Regions from separate parts of the Danio rerio genome. Here region 2 is linked to region 1. The links are chromatin contacts, called in public Hi-C maps. All regions are on one chromosome and are shown on one strand. Each heading gives the region's core, a stretch centred on a gene start, on an enhancer-like site or on the middle of the called end of the contact. The rest is flanking DNA. Distances are from core to core; before and after follow the strand shown. Region 1 holds the start of tor1l3 (torsin family 1 like 3). Region 2 overlaps plekhg5b (pleckstrin homology domain containing, family G (with RhoGef domain) member 5b).

Region 1 (6,536 bases), core at 2,055-4,554:
TTGCATTGGTCCTGGACCATCCTGGATGGGCTGCACTCATGTTTCATGATACCACTAGTGTGAAAACACCGTCAGCATTAAAATGTAACCAAAACATCAGCCAGAATGCTAAGGAACTGTGCAGTGTGACCACGGCTACATTGTGTTATTTAGGTGTTCCCTTTATTTTTAAGCAGTGAGTGTTCCTAACTGGAATGCAGTTACCTTGGGTTCCAATTCAGGGTAATTGTAGTCATTAAAATGTGTGTTATTATTGCTCTATTCTTGTAATCTGTTGTAACATTAGTCTGACATCTCAACTGGTTGTGCATAAATATGTAATTTAGTCATGCAAAGTAAACATAATAAAAGACAAGTTGTCTGCACTGAAAGCCTAGTGGCGACTTGTAGCACCAATCAGACACTTAGGGCATCCTGAGTTTAAATCCTGACTTATGGACCTTACCGGATCCCATTGATCTTAATTTGCCACTTAATTTGGTACACCTTACTAGTACCGGTGTACTTACTCAACTAGTCTGGCCATTCTCCTCTGACCTCTAGCATCAACAAGGCATTTGCAGGCACATAACTGCCACTCACTGGATGTTTTCTCTTTTTCGAACCATTCTCTGTAATCCCTAGAGAAAGTTGTGCATTAAAATCCCAGTACATCAGCAGTTTCTGAAATACTCACACCAGCCCGTCTGGCACCAACAACCATGCCACGTCCAAAGTCACTGAATTCAACTTTCTTCCCCATTCTGATGCTTGGTTTGAACTGCAGGAGCTCATCTTGACCAAGTCTACTGTACATGCCTAAATGCATTGAGTTGCTGCCATGTGATTGGCTGATTGGAAATTTGCATGAACGAGCAGTTGAACAGGAGTACCTAATAAACTGGCCAGTGAGTGTATATACCATTGTGTGGCTTGTTCCCAATGCTGTCAATCAAGTGCAGATTCCCCATTTATGCCACTTCTTGAAATGCTAATGAAACTTCCTAATGAATCACTTTAGTTTTGTAACATCTAGACTTTAGGATCTCGACACCCTGTCTTAATGTCAGTTTTGCATCAACCATACCTGATTAACCTCTGCCATTTATTTTTGACCATTTTTATAATAAAGCTGCATTTGGAACATCACCTCCATCGCCCATTTATTACGACTGTAGCCGTGATATTGATGAAGTGTATAGTAGGTAAACAGAATTTAAAATGCTAATTGTAAAAAAAATTATATATATATATATATATATATATATATATATATATATATATATATATATATATATATATATATATATATATATATATATAATTTATCTAAAGATTAAATTTTGAATCATTTTACCTGCACAGATAAAGAAACTGACAAACATCAGCAACATTTAAACCAGTTCTTAGCTATCTTAACTAGTAAAATGCAATTTACTTACGCTGTACGCGTTTGGATCTTGATTGTCATATATAAATGTGTGAACATGCTTGCTGTTTTCTCCTTTAGTGTAAAGGTTTCTTGCGATGATTTTAGAGACATGGTTTTTTCCAGTTCCTGCAGTCCCGTGGAAAGAGAGGACCAGAGGTTTGTTTGGGTTGCTGTCAGCCATAAACGAGGACACAGCTTTTAGTACAACATCAGAGACAATGTGCTGGCCAAAGAGGGCTTGTCCTAAATCTGACTTCAGACCTGGAATATGAAAAAAAATAAATTTTATTTCTGTGTAGTTTGCAATGATAATTTACATGGCTGCTTTTGCCAAATCTGAGGTCACAACAAATTACATTGTATGTGGTAATGTTTATCTTATTGTGGCGCTAGAAAAGTTTTAAGGCACACTTTAACCTCAAAACAAATTACAATATAATTTTCAAAACAGCACATGACGTGATACAATAATACAATATAAAAGTAGTATACTCAAAAGTAACAAAATAAATGCATTTTTACTTTAGTTTCACTGCAATTAATATATAAATATAAATAAAATTATAAAGAATAATTAAGACAAATAAATCTGTTCAAATATAACACGGTTATAGTTGGGTTTGTGACTAACACTTCTCAATGCAAGTGTTTTTAGCCAACGTTAAACTTCCAGTGAATGGTTAATGTGACTATTTAAAGTTTTTTTACAGCATCAATGTTGTAATGTAATTTAAAATACATTCAGTTAAATAAACTTAAGAATTGATTTAGTTGTTTAAGAATAAAATGAGATGATAACCATGTGAAAACACGAGCTGTCAGAACCAGCAGCTGGCGCAGAAACTCCATTTAAAATACTGAGGTAAAATAACTTTTCATATTTTAAAGGGATGGGAGGGAAATTTAAAATAGTGCTTCTTGTCTAGTATGAGACCCACTTTATATCAACGATTTTCCTGCTGAAAAAAAAACAGCTTAACAACTTTTAGCTGGTCGAACAGCCTAGTTTTAGAGGGGGTTTAGCCATTTTCAAGCAAGTTTCCAGTCATTTCCAGCCTGGTCTTAGCTGGTCAGGCTGGAAAATGACCAACTAAAACCAGCCTGGTTTAAGCTAGACTTAGCTGGTTTTGGCTGGGCTCCCGGCTAGTTCCCAGCCTGACCAGCTAAACCCTCTAAAACCAAACTGGTCGACCAGCTAAAACCAGCCAACAAGCCTGGCTGGTTTAAGTTGTTTATTTTTTCAGTAGGGCTATTAGGGAGTGAATATTACTTATTTTAAAAGAAAGCAGATATTTTCATCAAAAAAACAAAAAGAAAGAAAGAAAGAAAGAAAGAGGACAGTTCACCAGAAGCCATTCGGGCTGCATTAAAATTCCGTGTGCATATACCCCTTTTCGTTAGAGACGGTCCCTAAATTTGCGACTATCAAACGTTCAAAGTCAAACGAACTTTGGTTATTAACAGCGGTCAAAACAGGAATTGTCAGTACATAACACGTTCAATTTTAGTTTGTTTACCAACAATATCACTGGAAATTATCAACTTATTTTTATTTTTATCTCTTGCAAACTCAAACATAAAGTGGTCAATGGTCATATATTGTACGAGTATACTCACCTGCAGGATTAAAAGTCCGTAAAGGTTCCGGCTGAGTAGTAAAATAAATGACTACTGAAACCAGAACCACAGACGTTGTTATAATGAGCCCACCAGCCACAACCATGGACTCATTATCTGTAGACACAATGCTAATGACAGACCCCAAAATAAGTAAAAGATGCAGTGCCTTCATCGTGAAAGCAATTCTATTCCTTTCTTAGTTCAATACTTGTTCTTGAAATAGGTTGGACCCTGTACCTGACAGATTAAGATCAGTGTAGTACTTCCTCAACTGTAGCCTATAAAACAAGCGGATGGGCTTTTACTAACTGCAGCTTTCAGTTTCACTCAGGTTTCACTTTATTGCTGAAAGAACACTCCAATCAAAACACACATCTCCATGAGGCTATGCTGTAAAATCGAGCAGTGCAATAAATTAATTGAAATGAGTTACTTTCACTAATTAATAGAAATAACTCAACATTTGATTCCATTAATGGGATTTTTTTTTTAATTTGCAAAAAAAAAAAAAAAGGTTGACATGTTTATCAACATTATTTGCAATACGGAATATGAATTACATTGTCAATGAGAAAAGATACAAGAGAGAGAGAGAGAGAGCAACAAACAAAGAAATAATAAAAAAGCTTGATATAACCTAGAGGGTAAGACATTTAATAATCAAGTACAGTTTATAAATTAAAGTCATAACAAAATGATATAGTTCTGTTTGCTTTCTTATTTTCAGATAATTAAATACAATTTAAATAATGAATAAATTCTTGCAGAAAACAAGAAAAAACAGGAAAATATGGGTTGGTATTGGTAAATTTGTGTATAATTCCATTAAAGGGATAGTTTACTCAAAATTAAGCATAATTCTGTCATCATTCAATTTACCTTCTTTTTTTTTTTTTTTTTTTTGATTAATTATATTAAAGAAGATATTTTGGTAACCTGTAACAAGCGACGTCCATAGTAGCCCATTTATTTTTCCTACTCTGGATGTCAGTGGTTACAGGTTTCTAACAATTTTTAGATCTTTTGATCTTCAGATTTTTTAAATTAGTTTTCAGAATCATTTGATGGAGAGTTTGGTGTGTAAATGAACTATCCCTTAAATAGTGAACTATCCTTCTAAAATTAATCTAATCTGATTAAACCTAACCTGGCTAGGAACTAGACTTCCAGGCTGCTCTAAAAATGTTAATGAACAATCTTTTCATAATTTCTACATTTAAACCTGAAAACTGTTTTAAAAGTATCAGACCTACAGTTTAAATCAGAATTAACTTACATTTTTTTTTCTTTTTTAAATGTTTCCCAATGTTTCACAGAGCAAGGAAATGTTCACAGTATGTCTGATAATATTTTTCCTAAAATCTTATTTGTTTCATTTCAGCTAGAATAAAAGCAGTTTAATTTTTTTATGAACAATTTTAAGGACAAAATCATTAGCCCCTTTAAGCTATATTTTTTGATAGTCTACAGAACAAACCATCAATATACAATAACTTTCCTAATTAACCTAGTTAAGCCTTTAAATGTCACTTTAAGCTGTATAGAAGTGTCTTCAAAAATATCTAGTCAAATATTATTTACTGTCATTATGGCAAAGATAAAAAAAAAAAATCAGTTATTAGAAATGAGTTATTAAAACTGTTATGTTTAGAAATGTGTCTTCTCTCCATTAAACAGAAATTGGGGAAAAAATAAACAGGGGGGCTAATATTTCGGGGGGGCTATTAGTTCTGACTTCAACTGTACATTCACTTGCTTAAATTTTGCGGTCATAAGAAGACTCATATGATGACCAGCAGGTGGAGCCACATATTCAAGTATGTTCAAGTTTTTTCACATAGCCTGCAGATGAATTACTAAATTACTGCTGGTGAGGATAAATGCACTTAAATGCAGTGTTGGTTTGATGCATTACAAGTAACTTATGTAATCAGATTACTTTTTAAGTAACTAGTGAAGTTACACTTTTCTTTTTCATTGTCAGAAAAAAATAAAAATGTTAGTTAAAAAGTTGTGCCAGTTATTTTGTTTTCGTGTATATTGTCTGACAGCTCTTCTGTGAAATCAGGAATAAGTACAGATGTGTTTGTTGTGTACGGTGTGGAAGCATATACTTATTTGAAATGTTTTGAAACTGAGTAAGAATGATTTCAAATGAACAAAAACTGAGAAATACAAACTCTGAATATTTTTCGTTTGTTTGTTTGTTTGTTTTGATGAATGTTGAACTTTCTTTTCATGCATCTGATTAATCAATCAGTACAGAAATGCACAACTGGGCCCAGATTTTCAAAAGTAATTTTGGATCACAGAATGGATCAAATCTTGGGAAGGGGTTTTTCAAAAGTAACAGAGGGATTTTAAATTAAGATCAGACCACATAGTCCAATATTACGTTTGATTTGGATTAAACCTGCCCCATGGGCTATTCAAACTTTGAACAGATTGGGTTCTATATGATCCAAAAAAGCAAACACACACACACGAAAATAAAAAACAGGATTGTATTGATCCCATCAAAAAGACGCATTCAGTTGGGATTTTTTAATCAAATAACTAAATTACTGATGATGCTGTATATAAATTCCTTCATATTTGAAGCCTACATGAAATATGTCACATCTAACAATGAGATAGGGATGGTTCCATATCATTTAAGGCTCTGGTAAACAGGTTTTGGTAATCCTGAAATTTGGTATTTGATCCACAGTGATCCAACCCAATGTTCCTTTAAAAAATGTCATAAAAGTAAAATAGATCAGTTAATCCTGGATAGCAAAACACGGCATTAAAGCTTTTTCAGATTATTATTTTTTTTATAAACCGGTCCCTTGAATTCCCTCGGGCAGTTGAATTCCTAAACCACTGGTGAGTGTAAATGCACTGAAATGCAGTGTTAGAGTAATGCATTACAAGTAATTTATGTAATCAGATTAGTTTTTTAAGTTAATATTAAAGTTAATAATGCATTACTTTTACATTTTTAGAAAAATTTAAAATGTTAGTTTAAAAAAAAAAAAAGAGTTAAAAAGTTTTAGCAGATATTTTGCTTTTCTATGTATTGTTTGTCAGTTTAAACAGCTCTCCTGTGAAGTCAGGAATAAGTGTATATGTGTTTGTTCCACAATGTGGAAACAATTACTTAGTGAGATATGTTCTGGCTAACAATTAAATAATTTTTAAAGTAACAAATAATAACTTGACTTTTACTTGATCATTTGAAAAAGTGGCAGAAGGTAGGTTGAATCCGGTGAATAATCTGTTAAACTGAATCCCAATCATCACAAATACTGCAGAAGACCTATTGGAACCTGGTTGGATCAAAGATTCTCACAGAAATCCGTCAATTTTGGTGAAGGAAAAATGGTTTGCGGTTACATTCAGTCTGGGGACATGCGAGAGATCTGCAGAGTGGATGGCAACATCAACAGCCTGAGGTATCACGACATTTGTGCTGCCCATTACATTACAAACCACAGGAGAGGGCAAATTCTTCAGCAGGATA
Region 2 (6,536 bases), core at 3,558-6,057, 45 kb after region 1:
GGGTGGTGGGTATGGGAATGATTTCTGTCTGTTGACCCATTTATTTCCTATGGCGGTCACTTTTGACCTGGAACACCTCAGGTGTAAAAAGGTTGATTAAAACACTTTAAATTCAATGAAAAAGGTGCTTATGTGTTCAAGTGCATAGTGTAGAGGATATAATGAGGATATAATAACAATTGGATGTAAAACGCAATATTTATGGGTGTTTTAAGTTGTAAATCAGTCAGATTTGACCAGAACACGACAGGAAGGTTAAATGATGATTCATGTTTTAATATGGAAATTATTCATAAAATCACTTTGTCTTTCCATTAATATTTATTTTCATAGACATTGTAATAAAGAAAGAGTTGTCCAACACTTATGTACCTTTTAAATGAGAACAATTGTGTACCTTCATTTTAATTGTACCATAAATGTACAGAACAGCACCATAAAGAGGTCTTTTCTGTACCATATAGGGTACAACATATACAAAGGTACAAAACTGTTCTTTCAGAAACATTATTTGTACCACCGTGCACCTTTTTTTTCTTAGAGTGTATTAGCAAAATAATATATTGTAAAAAAAAAATTACTCTTGTAAAATAATGCATTTTCCTGTTTTTATAAATTTTGAAATGTAATATTTTCCTGTGATTAATTTATAGCTGCACTTTTCAGCATCATTACAGTCACATCACATGATCCCTTCAGAAAACTTATTTGTTATTTATGATCAATTGAAGTTCTTGCTCAATAGAAGTATTTGCAAAAGCTCAGTTCCACATACTGTACTCACTGGACACTTTATTAGGTACAGTACACCTTACCAGTATTACGTTGGACCTCTTTTGCCTTCAGAACTGCCTTAATCCTCCATGGCATGGATTTAACAAGGTACTGGAAATATTCCTTAGAGATTTTGGTCCATATTGACAATAACATTACGCAGTTGCTGCAGATTTGTCGGCTGCACATCCATGTTGCTAGTCTCCCATTTCACCACATCCCAAATATGCTCTATTGGATTGCTGTCTGGTGACTGTGGAGGCCATTTGAGTACAGTGAACTCATTGTCATAATCAGGAAACAAGTCTGAGATGATTGACGCTATATGAAATGGAGTGTTATCCTGCTGGAAGTAGCCATTAGAAGATGAGTACACTATGGTCTAAAAGGGATAGACATGGTCAGCAATAATACTCGGGTTGGCTGGTACTAATGGGCTCAAAGTTTGCCAAGAAAATATCCCCCACACCCATACACCACCAGCATCAGCCTGAACTGTTGATACAAGGCAGGATGGATTCATGCTTTCATGTTGTTGACGCTAAATTCTGATCCTACCATACAAATGTCGCAGCAGAAATTGAGATTCATCAGACCAGGTAATGTTTTTCCAATCTTCTTTTGTCCAATTTTGGTGAGCCTGTGCGAATTTACCCACTGCCACCTCACGTATCCATCTCTCCTCTACCCCTAAATATACACGTTCGAAAGTCTTCATTTTAAATTCCTTACACAATAAAACCAAATGTGTCAAAAAAGCAGCATGACAGGTTTCTGTAGTAACACACACTGAACTCTATGTGGCGGCAGAGACTCTTTACATCGCCTACGTGTGTCTGAATGAGAAACAGAAAACCTGACGACGTACTATTACTGCTGTTTTCTTCCTGAGGTAAAACTAAAAAACAATTTTATACTCTGTCATTAGTAAGTGTTGCTGCCTTTAATTGTGCAACTTGTAGAGGTGAGGCTTTCCTGTTAGGTCCTGTAAGAGCGCGAGGTTGATGACAAACAGCAGTGTAAATATCTGAATCACCCTCTGCCTCATTTTGTGCTGCAAACCCAGTCAAGCTAATGGATTGTTTTTATTTATGGTTTGGTGTTAGAGTGGTGCTGACAAGACTAGGTTAAGTGCATGTCTTGGTGTTTCTGGAGTTGAATTTTGAGAGGGACTGCTTTTAAGCAGTTGTGAAAATGCTGTGGTGTGGCGTTTGTGCAACCTATTATTATAAATCTGTCATTTAAGTAATTATAGTAAGTCTTAAAGATTAGCTGTCAGAGATATAACCTGACGTATTGTATGGCACAGACTCAAAATCAGGTTTTGAGTGTGTGTTGAATATGTTTTACTTAACTAATATATTAAAATGGTAACACTTTAGTTCATGTACAAATTCACCCAATGTCATTTCCAGCTTATGAGTATTTATTAAGTATGATTTTTTTTCCTACACTATACATGACAAAAGTCTTGTTACATATCCAAGTTTTAGAAACAATAAATAATAACTTGACTTCTAGTTGATCATTTGGTATCAGAGGTGGCTTATATGAAAGGCAAAGGCCTCTAGATTACACTTATATGGATAAAATGTGATCATGCCTTTATTTTTTAAATATTTAGTTAGGACAGTAAGGTCTGACTTTGCTCAGACAAAAGTCTCATCACTGAACAGAAATAATGTCCAGTATAGAATAGAAAGTCTGCAGTGGAAAACGAATTAACATTGTGTATGACTCCCATGAGCTTGGAGGACTGCATCCATTCATCTCTGCAATCACTCAAATAACTTATTAATAAAGTCATCTGGAATGGCAAAGAAAGCGTTCTAAAATTATCAAAGAGTTTTGATGTTTCACTATAATAGTCTTTGCTGCTGTACCATGGCTGTAGCAGGCACAATGATTTATTTTACCGGAATGAGAGTATAGTCCTTAGACAGAAAGAATTATTGAAACTCTTTGGTCATTTTTAAGTGATATGGTTTAATGCAACAGGGATACTCATCGGAGCGATCAAGCACTATCAGGGTGTCTGTCGGGTCTTTAAAAGTCTTAAAATGTCTTAAATTTCAAAACTATTTTAGCCCCTAAAGTCTTAAATTCACTGAAATATTGTCTTGTTTGTCATAAATCATTTTTGTTTTAGATATTTTTTATTGATTTTCAGTTTTTCAAATGAGAAAGAACAAAACAAACCCCAGACCGATATCAATCCAACAGTGGCATAGCACCAAAAATTAACAAATATACAATTGTACATGTAGATTTAAATACAAATACAAAGAAACAATAATAATAATAATAACAATAATTAAAAATAAAAAACAAAAAAATGTAATAAATACATTTTACAAACATATAACCATACATACCATATGTACAGCAAAATCTAATTATTTGAGATTTTTCACATAATTTTGAAAGGTTGCCACACCTTAAAAAATTCCCCTCCGAGTCTCTTAATGAAAACTTGAATTTTTCCAAATAAAGACAAGACATAGTTTCTCCTAAGTCATTTTTAGCAGGTCCTAATTTTTCTTTGTTTATGTAAAGCTACCCAATCAATTCAAAGCATCTAAACACTATTAATGCAAAACTTTTAGCAAATCTCTATTTATAACTAATATTATAAGAGTCTGTTGTGCATACATCTAGTTTTTAAAGTTTTTTATTTGAGTTATGTTGAAAAAATAGAATGTATAAAACTAGGGTTTGCTTGTTTTGACACATTATTTAAAATATGTGGCTAAGAAATAATTAATTAATTAATAGGTTTTTTAATAGGACAGGTAAAAATATTTTTTTTTATGCTAGGCTATTTAAATCTGTTGTATTTAGCACTATACAATTCTTAAAAATTTCTTTCTTGGTGGCCTTAAAAAGTCTTACATTTGACTTGATTACTTGAAACCCTGATTACTTTGCTACAGCAATCCACATGTAAAGATTTTAGGGGATTTTAGATGTTTTTTCGCATTAAATACCACCAAGCATCCCTTACCACTTAAGAAGTGTATGTCTACTTTACAACTATTGTCAAAAGTACGAGAGAACATTGTTCATATTCCTTAAACATAGTGGCGGTGCCCTTGTTTGGCTAACAATAGAAACTGCATGTCATCTGGTGGTCATCTTTGGTACTGCAGCCAAACAAAACCTTACTGAAAGCTCATATTTTTGAGATATCAACTTTAAATTTGGAATATAATTTGTTCAGATTTTTAGCTTTGATTTTGTGTAAATTTTAGGCTAAAACGGGTTTTGCAAAGGACATTTTTAAAAAACATAATAAAATATACATTATGCATCCATAACTTTTGTTTTGTCTAACGTTTTGAACTTTTCACTTCAGCTGCAATCAGACATGCATGTTTTATAAAATAAGACCAAACTTAAATATACACACCAAAGTATTGATAACTGGCTTTCAATTCCGTATTTTGTGTTTTCTATTTATTTACGGTTGTGAATTGCATTATGGGATGTTGATTTCCGCTCTGTCAACTTCTGATGTTGAAGATTCAACTCTACAATTTAACAAATTGACTTATATTGACATTTTAGTATGAAATAGTATAATGTTAAGAAATAATATATAGTGAAATAAGTCTATAAAACAACAGAAAATGTACTGGCAGTTTAGTACAAAGTTTTTGTACCATAATTTACACAAACCCAGACAATATATCACTTTAAACTATTAAAAATGTAAATAAAAGTCACGTGTTTAAAACTTTTCAAGGTTAAAAGTTGCTGGAAGAAAGATTAAAGTCCTAATGCAATTCAAAAGCATATATAAATGTGGGAAAAATAAAAAGATGAATCACAAAATACAGAAAACTGCTAATTTACAGATATTTTTACTGTAGGAGAGCAGTGAAGGAGCGTATTTCTTTGAGCTTTCCTTTTAAACAGTAGTATCTGATATTAGTAAGTGTGTAACGGGCCTCTGGAGTCTACAGCTTGTATCTTCAGATGTGGGATTTTGTGTTTCCAGTGCAAACGGGCCAGTCTGAGCGTGTGCTTCATCACTCAGAGCTAATTACCTCTATTCACTGTTCAGTGGCCGACAGGACTAGACAAGGTGCGGATCATCAGGGAAAGAAATCCACCCCGCCAAAGACAAACAGCTGAAGAGATCAGATAACGGCCCTCACTTTCTCTATAACACCTCATCCTGTCCTAATGAATCCTCCCGCTCATCCGTCAATCTTCAGGGAAAGCCTCACTTTCCAGATAAATTCAGGGTTTTTTCTGGTTCCTGGTTCCACTATTAATCTCCGAGCTGCCGAGCGATGAAACACATGCATCTCATTTGGCCGTCGCTTCTCATTTACGTCTGCTTTTTTCCAGTTATGGAACTAACAGTTAAATGGTTTGATTTTTCATTACATAAGCAATGCATAAGTTAGTTTAGACGGTGACAAGCAGTTCATGAACACTCTATAGCTTCTTTTTTCATTGTACACTACCTTACAAAAGTTTTAGAAACAAGAAATAATAACTTGACTACTAGTTGATCATTTGGTATCGGAAGTGGCTTATATGAAAGGCAAAGGCCTTTAGATTATGCTTATTTTACCAAAATAAAATATGGTCATGCCTTGATTTTTAAATATTTAATTAGGACAGTAAGGTCTGACTTTTTGTCTTTTCACTTATTAATGATATTCAGTATAGAATATAAAGTCATGATGCAGTGGGAAAAGAATGAATATTGTGTATGACTCTCATGAGCTTGGAGGACTGCATCCATACATCTCTGCAATGACTCAGATAACTTATTTAAAAAAGTCATCTGGAATGGCAAAGAAAGCGTTCTTGCAGGACTCCCAGAGTTCATCAAGATTAATTAGGACTTTTGTCAGGTAGGGTATATGTTATTGGTACAGTAGGCATGCAGAAATTTAGTTTTTTTAGCCTATCATTGCATCTATGTATTTACTTGGGTAAATGTGTATAAATATATATTTTTGTTCAGTTTTTATATTAATTTCAGTAGCATTAATGAATAATATGTCAGTGTTTATAGGATTTATTGACAATACAGTTTGTAAAGTAATATTTTTCTGTCTTTAAGTAGCTCTTTTTTATGAGAGGCTCTAATTGGTTTTGCATTGTAAACCTTAAATAAAATAAGTTTTTATTTATTTATTTATTTTATTTTATTTTTTTTATACATGTTTAAGGTTTTTTGTTACTCTCAAAATAATTCATACACAATGCATATACATCTGCAGATGTTTTTTGCAGATGTTTTCACCTTTTTAAAGGGTTAGTTAGTTCACCCCAAAATTAAAATGACCTCATTTATTCTCCCTCATGTGGTTTTAAACATTCATGATTTTCGTTCTTCTGTTGAACACAAAAGAAGATATTTTGAAGAATGTTGGTTTTTAGAAATATTTTCTTTTGTGCTCAACAGAAGAAAGAATTTTGAAAACGTTTTGAACAAGTGAAGGGCGAATAAAAGATAAATGATTTTCATTTTTTGGTGAACTACCTGTTTAAACAGAAGGCTGAAATGGATGACACTTGTCTGTAATCAGACTGGTTGAGTTTTTTAATTCAATAATTTCTCCCAACTCAAGAAAGACTGATTTAGTATTTTAGTACTTTAGTAAAACAAACAAACAAAAAATGTTGAATCATTTGAATGAATCATTTGTCCTATTTCATAAAATCAATCACTTCACCATTTAACTTAAGGGCACATGAATGTATTATCTAATTACTGACAGAAGAGAAGTATTTAATGA

The links. A called contact is a pair of places that touch in the nucleus more often than the background predicts.
Region 2: a Hi-C map of an unstated tissue shows a contact between it and region 1, with 2.7 times the contacts expected there. The contact joins the enhancer-like site here to the promoter of tor1l3 in region 1. A contact is called at or near these places in 2 of 18 Hi-C or Micro-C datasets (caudal fin and an unstated tissue).

What each region holds. Positions count from the first base shown.
Region 1 is chr23:40,754,853-40,761,388 of GRCz12tu, forward strand. tor1l3 (torsin family 1 like 3) reads right to left here and starts at 3,305. Exons shown (of 5, transcript NM_200856.1): 1 at 3,029-3,305; 2 at 1,422-1,672. The coding sequence starts at 3,203.
Region 2 is chr23:40,798,409-40,804,944 of GRCz12tu, forward strand. All of the region lies in intron 3 of plekhg5b (pleckstrin homology domain containing, family G (with RhoGef domain) member 5b), which reads left to right. Among named protein-coding and RNA genes, the nearest start is that of plekhg5b, 39 kb to the left of the region's middle. Within about 2 kb of position 4,808, at least 4 of the 62 cell types and tissues checked have an H3K27ac peak or open chromatin away from gene starts, as enhancers often do. A contact at or near this core is called in caudal fin, where this site is marked.